Regions from separate parts of the Sus scrofa genome. Here region 1 is linked to region 2. The links are chromatin contacts, called in public HiChIP or PLAC-seq maps. All regions are on one chromosome and are shown on one strand. The core of a region is the stretch at or near the end of the contact, and the rest is flanking DNA. Distances in the headings are between cores, read along the strand shown.

What was found. HiChIP or PLAC-seq counts read pairs in DNA pulled down with a chosen protein or histone mark.
Region 1: an H3K27ac HiChIP or PLAC-seq map of alveolar macrophages shows a contact between it and region 2. The contact joins two enhancer-like sites. A contact is called at or near these places in 1 of 47 Hi-C or Micro-C datasets (embryonic fibroblasts) and 1 of 2 datasets of contacts at active chromatin or transcription factors (alveolar macrophages).

The regions. Positions count from the first base shown.
Region 1 is chr1:17,238,139-17,244,838 of Sscrofa11.1, reverse strand. All of the region lies in intron 2 of LOC110259965 (a long non-coding RNA gene), which reads left to right. Among named protein-coding and RNA genes, the nearest start is that of UST, 100 kb to the right of the region's middle. Within about 2 kb of position 3,483, at least 7 of the 83 cell types and tissues checked have an H3K27ac peak or open chromatin away from gene starts, as enhancers often do. A contact at or near this core is called in alveolar macrophages, where this site is marked.
Region 2 is chr1:16,499,155-16,505,383 of Sscrofa11.1, reverse strand. No RefSeq gene overlaps it. Among named protein-coding and RNA genes, the nearest start is that of ZC3H12D, 39 kb to the right of the region's middle. Within about 2 kb of position 3,538, at least 13 of the 83 cell types and tissues checked have an H3K27ac peak or open chromatin away from gene starts, as enhancers often do. A contact at or near this core is called in alveolar macrophages, where this site is marked.

The sequences.
Region 1 (6,700 bases), core at 2,234-4,733, 740 kb before region 2:
CAAAATGAAACCCCTTCCTATTAGTTCTAGCAGAGACATTAAGTGCATGCTCACTGACCTGGCTTAGATCACATCCCTACACCAAACACTGTGGTTAGGGTAAGGTGACTGTGTCTAGGTCAGGTGCCCATTCTTGATTTGGAAGGATGAATAGCAGCAGATGGGATTACTTCTATCTAGACCACTTGAGGTAGGTTCCCATATGGAGAGGAATTCTATGAATAGAAGCAGAGAGAAATGGATACTAGAGAGGCAAGCATGACAGATGTCCACCCTGGAGGTAATATTTCCACTGTACTATTCACAATAATAGTGGTTAAGACTGGGTAGGGATTGGTTAGCAGAACTGCGATGAAAAAACTGAGGGGGGGTGTGAGAGCTGTTTTCAAGCTTGTGAAGAGTCTTCCTGAAGAGGAGGGCACTGGCTTGATTTCTTAATTCAGAGGATGGAAAAAAGACTACATGATAGAAAATTCTGGGAAGATAATATTAATTCAATATGTGAAAAAACTGTAAGGTTTATGGTTGTCCAACCTTGGTCAGTCACTGAGCAAGCTCTTCCCAAAAGGAGATCCTGACCAGGAATTTTTGCGGATGAAGAAGCTTCCATTGGGTGAGAAGCTGAATTAAAAGACTTATCTTTAAGTTCCTGCAGTTCTTTGATTTTTAAATGATATGGCAAGCATCCAGTGCATTACCTAGACAGCTTCACTGGAATCCAGCTACTTCAGACTGCCAAAGCCTATGGAAATTTGAGCCCTCTGAGCAAACTGATTTGGAGTGCCTGTGTACATGGGTATACCTCGGCATTTGTATAAATGTAATCTTTATAATCTTGTTGCTGGAAAGAGCCGTGTAGGTTCTGGGGAGTTATTTTGCATTTCTTGGCTTAAGTTTAAGCATGAAGAAGTCTCAGAAATGCTCCCATTAGCATGACCTGAGATATCTATTTATAAACATTTTGATTACATTATGATTAAAGCAAGTTGATTAAAAGGAAGGAAGGTAAAATTTAAGTTCTGTAATGAGTGGATCTGGTGAGTTTAGAAAATTCCGTGAAATGTTTCTCTAACACACTTATAGTCTCTGAGTGATAAAAATGATAATGATTCTAGCTTGTCTTTATTGAGTGTTCATTCCTAATATTAATAGGTAACATTTATTGCTATTATTAAAAACAGCTGGTATCATTTACTGGGAATGATTCCAAATACTTTACATGTATTATCTCATTTAAAACTCATAAGACCCCTGTGAGGAAGGTTTAATAACTTGTCAAGTCCATATAGTTGTAAGAAGCAGTACTGCAATGTACCAAAAATAGTTTCATAATGTGTTACCTTCTTTAAATTACGGAATAGCCGTATGAAGAAGATATAAATAATTCCATTTTAAAAAAGACGATGATAGGTATCAAGAAGTCACTTATTAAAGGTTACATCATGCAGCTATCAGTAGTGATGGAACTGAAGTCAAGCTGCCTCTAGAATTTGTGCTTTCTTTTGTTTCATCTTCTGGAATCCAGAATGGCTGATGCAGCCCTACCTGGATTGGTCTTGGACTCTGCTGTGAACTACTGGTTTTCTTCTGTGGGGTGGCTTCTACCACACTGCCCCCTGCTGGTCTGGGGTGTAGATGGTGGCATCAAGGGTCTGCTCAGCTCCTCAGGATTCCAAAGAGGGGCAAGAAAATCCTCAGCGGTCTTCACCAGCCTTGTTCTTCAGATTGTTAGCTCCTTGGGTGATACCAGCATTCCAGAGATTCTTGGCTTGTGGATTTTCAGAAGTTTCTTCACTTTCTGCTGCCAGGGACCATTAGGGAAAGGAGCTGGGGAACCTTTGCTGGGGGGACGGGCCTCGTTTTCCTGGAGCATGAGTTTATGTAGCAGTTGACAAGGATTAGGAGAGTGGCGTGAAAGGTCAGTGACCATGACTTATCATCTTAGAGTGTCCGATGACTAATAACAAATCTGTTGTATTTTTAATCCTGTTCAGAAGAAAATGAAGCAACTAGCTACTCAGGGGCCTCCGTATCTTTATAATTAATCTTTTGGTCGATCTGAGGTGCTGAGTCATATTATGTATATCAAGAATTCAGGAAACAAAATAATCTCCCTAAAGTCTCATGAATTATGTATATAACACTGGAATATATATATACACATACACACATATATATAGTTATATAGTTACATGTATAGAATCTACTAAAGTATATGTTCACAGTCTTCATTTGTCTGTCTGATCTCTTTATGTCTTGTGCCATGTTTGAATTATGCTTCATAAATTTTATTATGCTGAATACAATGACTTTTGCCAGCAAGCTTTCTGGAACCAGTTCTACAGTGGTAGTAGTGACCTAGGTTCTGGGTGAGAAGGTCACTTCTGAAATGGTGCCCTGGGAGGAGGGTCCCGAGCTGAGTCAGCGTAGCAGATAGCACAAGCAGAGTGGAGAACTGGACTGAGGTCATGGCTGGGAAAGAAACAAGCCTGGGGAGCAAGAACAAAATGGAAATAATTAGAGACTGAGCTGTGATGTCAGCTCCCAGGTAATGATAAGGTCCTTCATAGATTTGCCAAAAAAGTCCAACATCAGCTATGTTTTTGTCCTTGCATTTGTTCTGTAAGTTTCGTCAAGGTAGACAATAAAAGCAAAGCAAACTTACAAGCTCTCTGTAATGGTTTTTCTTTTGTGCCATCTCTATTCCAGACGGTATCTTTTCTGCCCAGGCTCACTTCTTCTCATGGCAGTTTTCTGAAATGAAACATAGTAAAGAACTTCCAAATGAAGGAATAAACAAATGCACGAGAATTTAGAGACTCGATGCAAATACAGTTTCAGCACTTCAGCCACAGAGAGTTGAACTGCATCTGCTGTTGTTATCAGCTGAATCCTGGCTGCTGCTTTCACAGCAAGGCTGTCCAGCTTTCAGAGGCATCCCCCTTACGTGACTTCAGAGGCCTGGCCAAGAACTTCAGAGAGCACAAATGTTATTTGGTCCATGATATCTTCAAAAAAGTGTTCCCCAGAATCATGAAGGAAGAGAGCTCAAAGACCTGACTGGAGGTTATTTATCTAGAATTGATTAACCAAGCTGAAAGAGCCCCATTCACCCAGCAGTGCCACAGAGAAGTTTGTGAAATCAGCTGAGAGATGAATGATACTTTGTTAATTTAATCTCACCTTAGATCACTGAGCTCTTTGATCAGAATACGTTCATATTTTCTCTTTCCAGAATTTATCTCAGAGGACCTAAAGCATTCTTTTTTGTTATTTACAGGAGATGTGGTGATGATATCATTTGCAAAATAACGTAGTGGAAATAAACCTGCTAATTTACATTCCTTAAAACGTAAGCTGTTAACTTATGAGTAACATTAACCTGATATTTCTTATAAAGCTCCTTGCTTGCCCCGTCCACTCACATAGAGGTCGAGCACTGCTATCGTGAGTAATGGCCACTTTCTGCTTGTCATCCCCATCCAGATAAATTTACTTCCCTCATCTACGCTCTGCTTCCCTGCATCTAGTTCATTCAGATGCAGACTAGGATGAGGCTTGAGGGTCAAATAGAAACAGCTCAAAACTGACTTCACAGGTGGGACAACCCCCCTCCCCCCCAACACATGTACCACGTGGTGCACTCTTGCTTTAGGACTGGACCGAGTAACAATGGATGTACTGTGGATGAAAAGGAGAAACGAAAGGGGAAGTGTCAAAACCATGGTTCCTCAGTAAATCCAGACGTATTCAAATGCTGACTATATGCTTATTGTGCTCATGCGTCAGCATGGTGACATTTCCCTTGGGAATTTAAATGGCATGAAGACTACTGAGTCCTCTAGATAAACCTGTGTTCTGTCTGGTATCCTATATGACTGTGATGTGGATGGTCAATAAAACATCCTAGGGCTTGGTTTCTTTTTAGGGCCGCACCCGCAGCATATGGAGGTTCCCAGGCTAGGGGTTGATTCGGAGCTACAGCTGCTGTCCTACACCACAGCCATGGCAACGCCAGATCCTTAACCCACTGAGCGAGGCCAGGGTTTGAACCCATGACTTCATGGTTCCTAGTCAGAATCATTTCTGCTGCGCCACGATGGAACTCCTAGAAAGAATAATTTTATCACCCTTTTTTGTGTATGTGACTTGGTAATGAAGTTTATTATTTTTAAAAATAAATTTTTTTGGAGTATAGTTGACTTACAAAGTTGTGTTCCTTTCAGGTGTACAACAAAGTAAATCAGTTGTACATATATATACAGCCATTCCTTTTCAGATTATTTTCGCATATAGGTTGTTAAGTTTACTATTTAATAAGCAATTATCCAATAGTGCCATATTTTGCCATCATAGCAAAAGATACTTTGAGGAGAATCAGTTGCAAAAGCCATAGGAAATAAGTACTTGTACATAAATGAACTAATTTGAAATGCAGGTGAGAAAGTTTGTGTTATCCTGGAGAGGTCAGAACGGGGTGGGGTGGAGCATTGTTAGCAGCAGGCAGGTTCTCTGGGTGCCTGGCTAGGCCAACAGTGTGAGGGGACCCAGAGCGGGCTCAGTATCTGCTGAGGCATCAATAAGCTCTGACTTATTCTGAGACAAAGCAGAAATCCCAACTCAAGGGGAAAGACAAAGCATGAGTTTCAAACCGTAGTTTGGCTGTTGCTATAGTTGTCTTTTATTGGCTCAGGCATAACTGTGGGTATTTTAACCCCATGTAGAATAATTAATTTTCTGTTTATGAAGAGAGTCCACACAGGTTATGAAATCAGAGCCTCAAATAGTTCTGTAAAATGGGTATCATTTGCCAATTAAGTCAAGAAATGTCACTTGTAACTAAGAGTTTCCATTCAAACTTAGGTGTCCTTACTCCACATTTAGTGCCTGGCATTTAGTTATGCTGGGTCCCTGGGAAATAGCTGTATGTTAATTATTAAGGTCAATTTTAAATTTCTCCAGAGTTGAACAAAATTGGGATAACACACTGAGCTTTTCTCAAGAGATTGGTACAATGGTCTGCTGAAGTGAAAGTTTGCTTTGCAACAGAAATTGCTAATAATTTTGTAAATGAGGTTAATGGACCCATTTGGATGATGTTAAAATGTATTTACCCAAACATGTTTTGCAGCTTTATTTCCTGGAATCCAATTGTTATAAACAGTGGCACCATAGTAAACACAGAAGTGTAATTTTGCTAAGGAGTTTATTTTGGCCAGAGCAATCAGATTGATTAATTAGTAAAAGGATGATAAAGACCTTGGGGGGGGAAGTACTTAAATATGACATTTGAAAACCTTTCTAAACATGGATGTTAACTCTTTAAATATTTTGAGAGAAAAACTAGAGATTTGTAACACTAGGGAATTGCTTAAGTTTCTTTATCTGAATTTAAAATAATTATCATGTAATTCCTATAGATTATCCAGCTCTGAAATGAAATAAAATGGTATGAAATAAATGCAGGGATTTGATAAAGCATGATCTTCTTCAGGGACAGAAGGATTTATATTTATTGCATTTTTATTTGCACCAGTTGGTCTAATAAAGATATTTTTCATATTTAAAAAAATAGGAGGTTCTGATTTTTCTCCTTTATGGAACATACCTATCAAATAAGATACTTAAAAAAACTTACAGAGTCCTCCTGAATGTTTGTCATTTTTGAAAATATGCCTGCACGTTTCCCGCCAGCCTGAGTGTGGAAAACACATAGTGTTGTGGCAAGACCCTGAGGTTATCGTAACAGTTGAGTGAAAATAAAATAATGCCCTTGAAAGCTTCTGGCGCATAGTAGACCCTCAATAAGCAGGCATTAAATTCTTCATGGAGTTGGAAATTTATGGGCAAAAAAAAAAAAAAAAAAGAATTTATTTGGAGTTTCACTTTCAAAAATCTTAAAAATCGACTTGGCTCCAAACTTTCAGCAAACATGCATTGTGTCCTTATGCAGTTGAGACCTTGGAGCCCTGTGCTATTTTCCCACAGCAGTGTAGTTCACGTGCCAGTGTTAACTGCATGCAGAGCTTATTTTGTCTTCATTAGCAAGAGCTGACAAGAGACCCAGTTTTCTTAGCCTCAGCTAAGAAAGGAGGAGTCAGCTTTGATTAACTTGCCATACTTCCTTCAATTTCACTGAATTAGTCATCTGGAGGCAAAACTACCATGTGAATCAGCTGTTTCTCTATTCACACCAAGGCCATATGAATGCCTAGTTCTGCATAGGTATTCTGTTTTCACATATAAAAATGTCAGCTAATTCTATTGTTTCTTAGCCCAGCTACTTTTTCCCACCTTTTTCCTTTCATAGAGAAAGGAAATTTATATTTATTTATTTATTTATATTATTTTTTAATAGTTATTTCCCCAATACAGTTTTTTTCTACTGTACAGCATGGTGACCCAATTATAGATACATGTACACATTCTATTTTCGCACATTATTACGCTCCATCATAAGTGACTAGACATAGTTCCCAGGGCTACACAGCAGGATCTCACTGCTAATCCATTCCAAAGGCAATAGTTTGTATCTATTAACCCCAAGTTCCCCAACCACCCCACTCCCTCTCCCTCCCCCCCCTTGGCAACCACAAGTCTATTCTGCAAGTCCATGATTTTCTTTTCAGTGGAAAGGTTCATTTGTGCCTTATATTAGATTCCAGATATAAGTGATATCATATGGTATTTGTCTTTCTCT
Region 2 (6,229 bases), core at 2,289-4,788:
ATTGAGGTATAATACACATACCTACAAGCCGCCCATTTAAAGTATATGACGCAACAGTTTTTGGTACATGCACAGAGTTGTACAACCAACGTCATGATCAAATTTAGAACATTCTCATCACGCCCTGTAGCCTTTAGTCATCCCCCCCTTACTTCTCCCAACTGGCACCAGAAATCAGATTACATTTTCTAGAGTTTTACAGAAATGGAATCATACAGTAGCTTTTCCTGTTTGATGGACTTCTTTGACTCGGCATCACTATTTTGAAATTAATTCATGTTACACCTGCTTTTACACCGTTCTTTCCTTTACACGGCTGAGTGGCACTCCATTGCATGGTTACGCTACAAGCTGTTTATTCAGTCACTTGATAATAGACATTCAGGGTGTTTCCAGTATTTGACTATCACAAATAAATCTGCTATAAAAATTTATGTGTTGGAGTTCCTGTTGTGACTCAGCAGGTTAAGGACCTGATGTCCCTGTGAGGATGTGGGTTTGACGCCTGCCCTTGATCAGTGGGTTAAGGATCGGGCATTGCCACAAGCTGCAGTGTAGGTTGAAGATGTGGCTAAGATCCGATGTTGCTCTGGCTGTGGCGTAGGCTGCAGTTGCACCTCCAATTTGACCCCTGGCCCTGGAATTTCCATATGTCGCAAGTGTGGCCATAAAAAGGAAAAAGTTTATGTGAAAATCCTCATCCCCCCAGCAGTCCCAGCAGACAGCCATGCCTTCTGCTTCTGCTTCACAAAGAAAACAACTGTCCATCCCTGCCTGGAATGGTCTTGGATCTGAAAACTCTGCCTTGAGCAAGCCTCCCAGGAAGGAGTATCCTTCGGGCTCCCTCTGGATGGAGAAGCACTGAGTCCTCCCACCAGAGGCAGTGACTCTAGCACAGCCCTCACCCCAAGAAGGAGGCTTGAGTCCCAGGGTCCAGGGGGCCACAGGCCCTGGCTGTGCTCAGAGACTCTGTCACAGGCTAACCCATCAGAATCCCTTTGGCTCAGCCCCCAGCAAGGAGCGGGCAGGAGCCAGCGGCAGCCATGCCATGCGACAAGCCCTGGTCAGTCTCCTTGGAGGTTTCTGGAAAGGGGTTAAAAGCTAGAGACGATGAGTGACGAGGTCCAGGGAGTCCAAAGGATAACTGCCACTCTGTCTGAGATGAGGCTGAGCTCTGACCGGGGTGTGAACCCTGAGGGCAGGGGCCACACGGTCAGGACCTGGGGCGGAAGCAAAAGGGAACCCTCCTTGGCTCAGCGGCTCCTAGCTCACTCCGGGTAAACAAGCCGAGGAAAGCCCCGGGCCCCGGGCAGGGCTGTGCCAACAAATCAAAGGTCAGCGGAGCCATAAATCAACTGTATTTACACCAAACCCATCATGAAGAGTTATTTTAAAACAGGAATTGACCAAAAAAATTCCCTGGAGCTGAATCAACTCAAAGAACACAAACAGAGAATGGGAAATGTCCATCTCCCTCCTCTCCCAGGCGGTAGGTCCCAGAGGCCTCCGCAGTGAGAGCGGCCCGCTCGCCCTGCAGTAGGTCCCTCCCAGATCTAAGTGTTCGTGCCTGGGGTGCCTTGAGACGATGGGTCTTGGCCAAACAGCCGCTGCAGCCAGCAGACAGGCGATTGTGCGGGGTGGGGGATGGTGCCTCTCAAGATCCTTCCAACTTCCTGGGGACCAGGGCCTGCCCAGGATGCTCACCAGACTGACATCAGCCTAGTGCTACCCGGCCTCTAGCCCTGGAGGATTTTCTTTTATTTAAATATGCAGGTGGGAGTTCCTGTCGTGGCGCAGCAGAAGCGATCCGACTAGGAACCATGAGGTTGCGGGTTCGATCCCTGGCCTCACTCCGTGGATTAAGGATCTGGCATTGCTGTGAGCTGTGGTGTAGGTCGCAGACGGGGCTGGGGTCTGATGTTGCTGTGGCTGTGGTGTAGGATGGCAGCTGTAGCTCTGATTGGACCCCTAGCCTGGGAACCTCCATATGCCAAGGGTGTGGCCCTGAAAAAACAGCAAAAATAATAATAATAATAATAAATAAATAAATATGCATGCATGTACAGAAGGAGGTCTGGAAGGATCTACAGCTTGGTATTATCAGATGTCAATTCAAGATGCCTGCATTTTCTGCATCTTCTATAATGAATGTGTATTTTATTATTTTTTGAAGGCAAGGAATTTTGTTTGTTTAGCAAGGAATTTTTTTTCTTTCTGTTACCAAAGTTACTAGCTGTAGAAGATTTAGAAAAGTATAGGAACCAAAGAGAGAGGGTCACCTGTAATCATAATCTCCCTGCCCAGATATATTCTCTTGATCTGTGAGTAAATTTTCTTTGGTTCTTTGCTGGAAACGTGTATTTTTCAAACCAAAAAAAGAGATCATATGTTGCAGTCTTTTTTTTCTTTTCTTTTCTTTTTTTTTTTTTTTTTTTTTTTTTTTTTTTTTTTTTTTTAGTGACTGCACCCACAGCATATGGAAGTTCCTGGACCAGAGGATTGAATCCAAGCCACAGCTGCCACTTATGCTGCTGCTGAGCTGGGGCCAGAACCTGCACCTCTGCAGTGACCCAAGCCGCTGCAACCAGATTCTTAACCCAAGGCGCCACAGCAGGAACTCTGATACATTCTTTTTTATAACCTACTTTTCAATGTACACTCCACATTTTCTGCCATTAACACCCTCCTAAGATACGGTTTCAGTGGCTTACAGTGTGCTTTTTGTCTGTTTGTTTTGCTTTCAGTATTCTCTTAAATGGATGTAGCCTGCATCGACTCATTCCTTCCAATGAGGTCTTCAAACAAGAAACATTTCTCTCTAAACCACAAGCAAATGGTCGTACTGCTATTCTCCAAACAGGCTTCTCATAGGCCGACATACAGTAGGACTGCATTTTCCTGCCCCAAGGGAGTTAGGTGTTACCATGTCCCTTGTTTTGGCCAATGAAATGTGAACAGCAGTGAACCTGGCCATCTGAGAGCGGTCTCTGCACTCAGAGTCCAGCCAACCTACCATGGACACAGAGCACATAGCGAAATGAACTCTGTGATTTCATTGGGGGGTGGGGACCATTTTGTTTCTGTAACATAACCTTGCTGGCCCTGCCTGCCTGGGCTCTGGGCTGATGGAGAGACAAGGTTAAAGACAGAATCCCAACCATGGAAGGGTGTGCATCTTGTTAGGGACATCCAGCTTAATGACAAGGAAAGAGCTGGGATAGGAGCCACCAGTGACCATTCAGAGCCAGAGCACCGTGGAGCAGGCAGGAAATGTCTGGCCCCCGAAAGAGAGAGAGAAAGGGGCCCGTCTGGAGAACACACTGCCATAAGGAGAGACGTCCTGTCTCCATCCTGTGCTTCTCATTCTTCCTCTGGAGAAAAAAAATGCCTCCACAGCCTGCCTCATCAGGAATGGCAGCCGTGAAACTCTTCAAGGCTTACTGTGGCTGGTCGTAATCAAGCAGACACTTGAAGACAAGGGCAAGGTGACTTCAGATAAAATCAACACTATTGCGGTTTTCCAATCCTATTTGAGTCATCACTCCCCACAGCTACAGGCCCTGACCACAGTTGTCATCTTCTCATTCAGCCAGTCAGTGTCCGTCAGTGTCTGCTGGTCAACCAGTAGATGTCAGTCAGTCAGTCAGAACCTGTTAGTCAGAGTCAGTCACCCAGTGTCAGTCATCAGAACCTGTTAGTCAGAGTCAGCGTGCTGATGTCTCTTGGTGTCAATCTGTCAATCATTGTCAGTCAGCATCTGTTAGTCAGCCTCTTAGTGTCTGTCAGTCAGTGTCAGTCAACCCATCAATCATGGTCAGTCAGCCGGCCGGTCGGTGTCTGTCAGTCATGGGGTCAGTAAATACAGCATCCAGCTGGTTTCTGAGTGCTGTGCCCATCTGCCTCTGTTTAGTTCCGCAGCACCCTTCCTGTTTCTGGGCAGGGGGATAGGTGCGTCATTCCTCCATGAGGACAGAGAGGTGACGTTGTTTCCTCAGGAATTCAGATTAAAGTAATTACCAAGTTGGGTCAGACCTTCGACCCTTCATTTTCAGCCTGGCTGCCAGATGCTGGGCTGAGCTGTCGTGATCCAGAGAGCTTCCTGAGGGCATCGGCTCAAAAGTGACTGAAAGGGAACCAGGTCACCTTTAGACTCTGAAGAGCCACTTCCTCCCCCACAGGGGTTTGGCAGTCTCCCACCTAGGTGCTCATCTGGCCACAGTCCCAGGACTAGCAAGATCAACACAATGATACCTCGGGCGCTGTAGCAGCAGCCCCTTCCAACTTCCTCCCACAGACAGCTGTCTGTGGATGCAATGAAGGGAGCAGCGAATAAACACACAGCTCCCATCTCAGGTGGGGCCAGCATTGGGGGGTGGAGGAGAATGGGGCCATCCTAAGGTCTGGTGCACTTGAAACCCAGCTGGACCCTACAGAGAATTCCCCAGGGACAGACCTCCTGTTTTCCCCCACTTCTTGCTTATAGAAAAGCTTTGGTCTCCTAGGCTTTCCCCGAGTTCCAAAGAACAGTCTCAAGGGGTTCCCATTTTGGCTCAGTGGTAACAAGACTGACTAGTAGCCATGAGGATGCAGCTTCCATCCTGGCCTCACTCAGTGTGTTAAGAATCTGGCATTGTCGTGAGCTGTGGCTGTGGTGTAGGCTGGAAGCTGCAGCTCCGATTCAACCTGTAGCCTGGGAACTTATATATGTCACACATGGCACCCTAAAAAGCAAAAAAAAAAAAAAAACCAAAAACAGACAACAGACTCAAGCAGTTAATGATTAGAGAAATGGAAAAGCAGAAACAAAGGAAAAGCGGTCAAGCAAAAAAGCAATAATAACCTAAATAATAAGTCAGCCATAAAAAGAATCACAAGACTCCTCGTTTCTCCTTGAGGGTTATAGATAAGCTTCTGACTCACATTTTTAAGTTGTTTTTACGGAAGCCAGGGCCCCACCAGGTGAAAACTGCCAACCACACACACGTGGACCATAGACTGGTGGGACCAGAAAGTTGATGACTGAGATTCTCGAAACATCACCTGTTACCTCACCTCTAACCAATCAAAATACTGCACACAAGCTGATATGGACCCTAAAACCCTCACCCCTAATGTTGCCTTAAAAAATCCTGCCTGAAAGCCACTGGGAGTTTAGGTCTTTTGAGCCCGAGCTACCCGTTCTCCTTGCCTGGTGCCCTGCAGTGAACACTGTACTTTCTTTCACCACAACCCAGTGTCAGCAGCTTGGCTTTGCTGTGCATAAGGTAGCTGTTCTGTCTGCCTGAACACTGTTCCCACTTCTTCAAAGGAACTGCTCACCACCCCTAACAACTCCTCACAAACCCTGAGGATTCACATGTGAGTTGACAGTCAGTGCAGCCCTCATGCTGGCCAGAGGTGGGCCTGAGACCAGCTGGACCTCTCAGTGTCTGGTTGGGGTGGACACATGATCCAAGTCAGGCCAATCAGAATTCTTCCCAGGATTTTTCTGCAGCTGCTTAAATGTTTTTTTTTTTTTTTTTTTTTTTTTTAAAGGCTGCACCCGAGGCATATGGAAGTTCCCAGGCCCATCGGAGTTGTTGCTGTCGGCCCACGCCAGAGCCACAGCAACCCCAGATCCAAGCCGAGTCTGCAACCTACACCACAGCTCATGGCAACGCCAGACCCTTAACCCACTGAGCCAGGCCAGGAATTGAAGCCACAACCTCATGATTCCTGCTCAGATTCGTTTCCGCTGCGCCATGACGGGAACTCCTCATGGTGGGATTTCTGATTCCAATTCCTTCCTCCAGTTCTCAGAGCCCCCTCCCCATCACCATTCCTTAATGACTCTTCCACTCACCATCCCCTCCTGTGCTTTTCCCTCCCACAGGAGACTTTTCTCCCAGAGGCAGAGAGCCATCCTCGTGCCAGCTGGAAGTCAGATCTTTGCTCCTCCTCTGAGCTCTGTGTAAAATCTTGAGAGCAGAGATTCATTTGATCTGGAACAATGCCAACATAAGTGGCTTCCCTCGCCTCTAGGGCCCAACCCGCAGCATTCTGCTCTTGTGTCTCAAACCACCTTCCAGAGGCCTCTGGGAAAGCTCCACCAAGTAGCAAACATGATACAGCCCTGGGAGCCTCAGATCTGAGTGAGGGGGACTCTGCCTGTGTTCTTGGGAACAGCCTGCAGAACATCCAGCAAAGGCAGGTCCTCTCCTTGGGCTTTGCTGCTTCTCGGGGAAAAGGT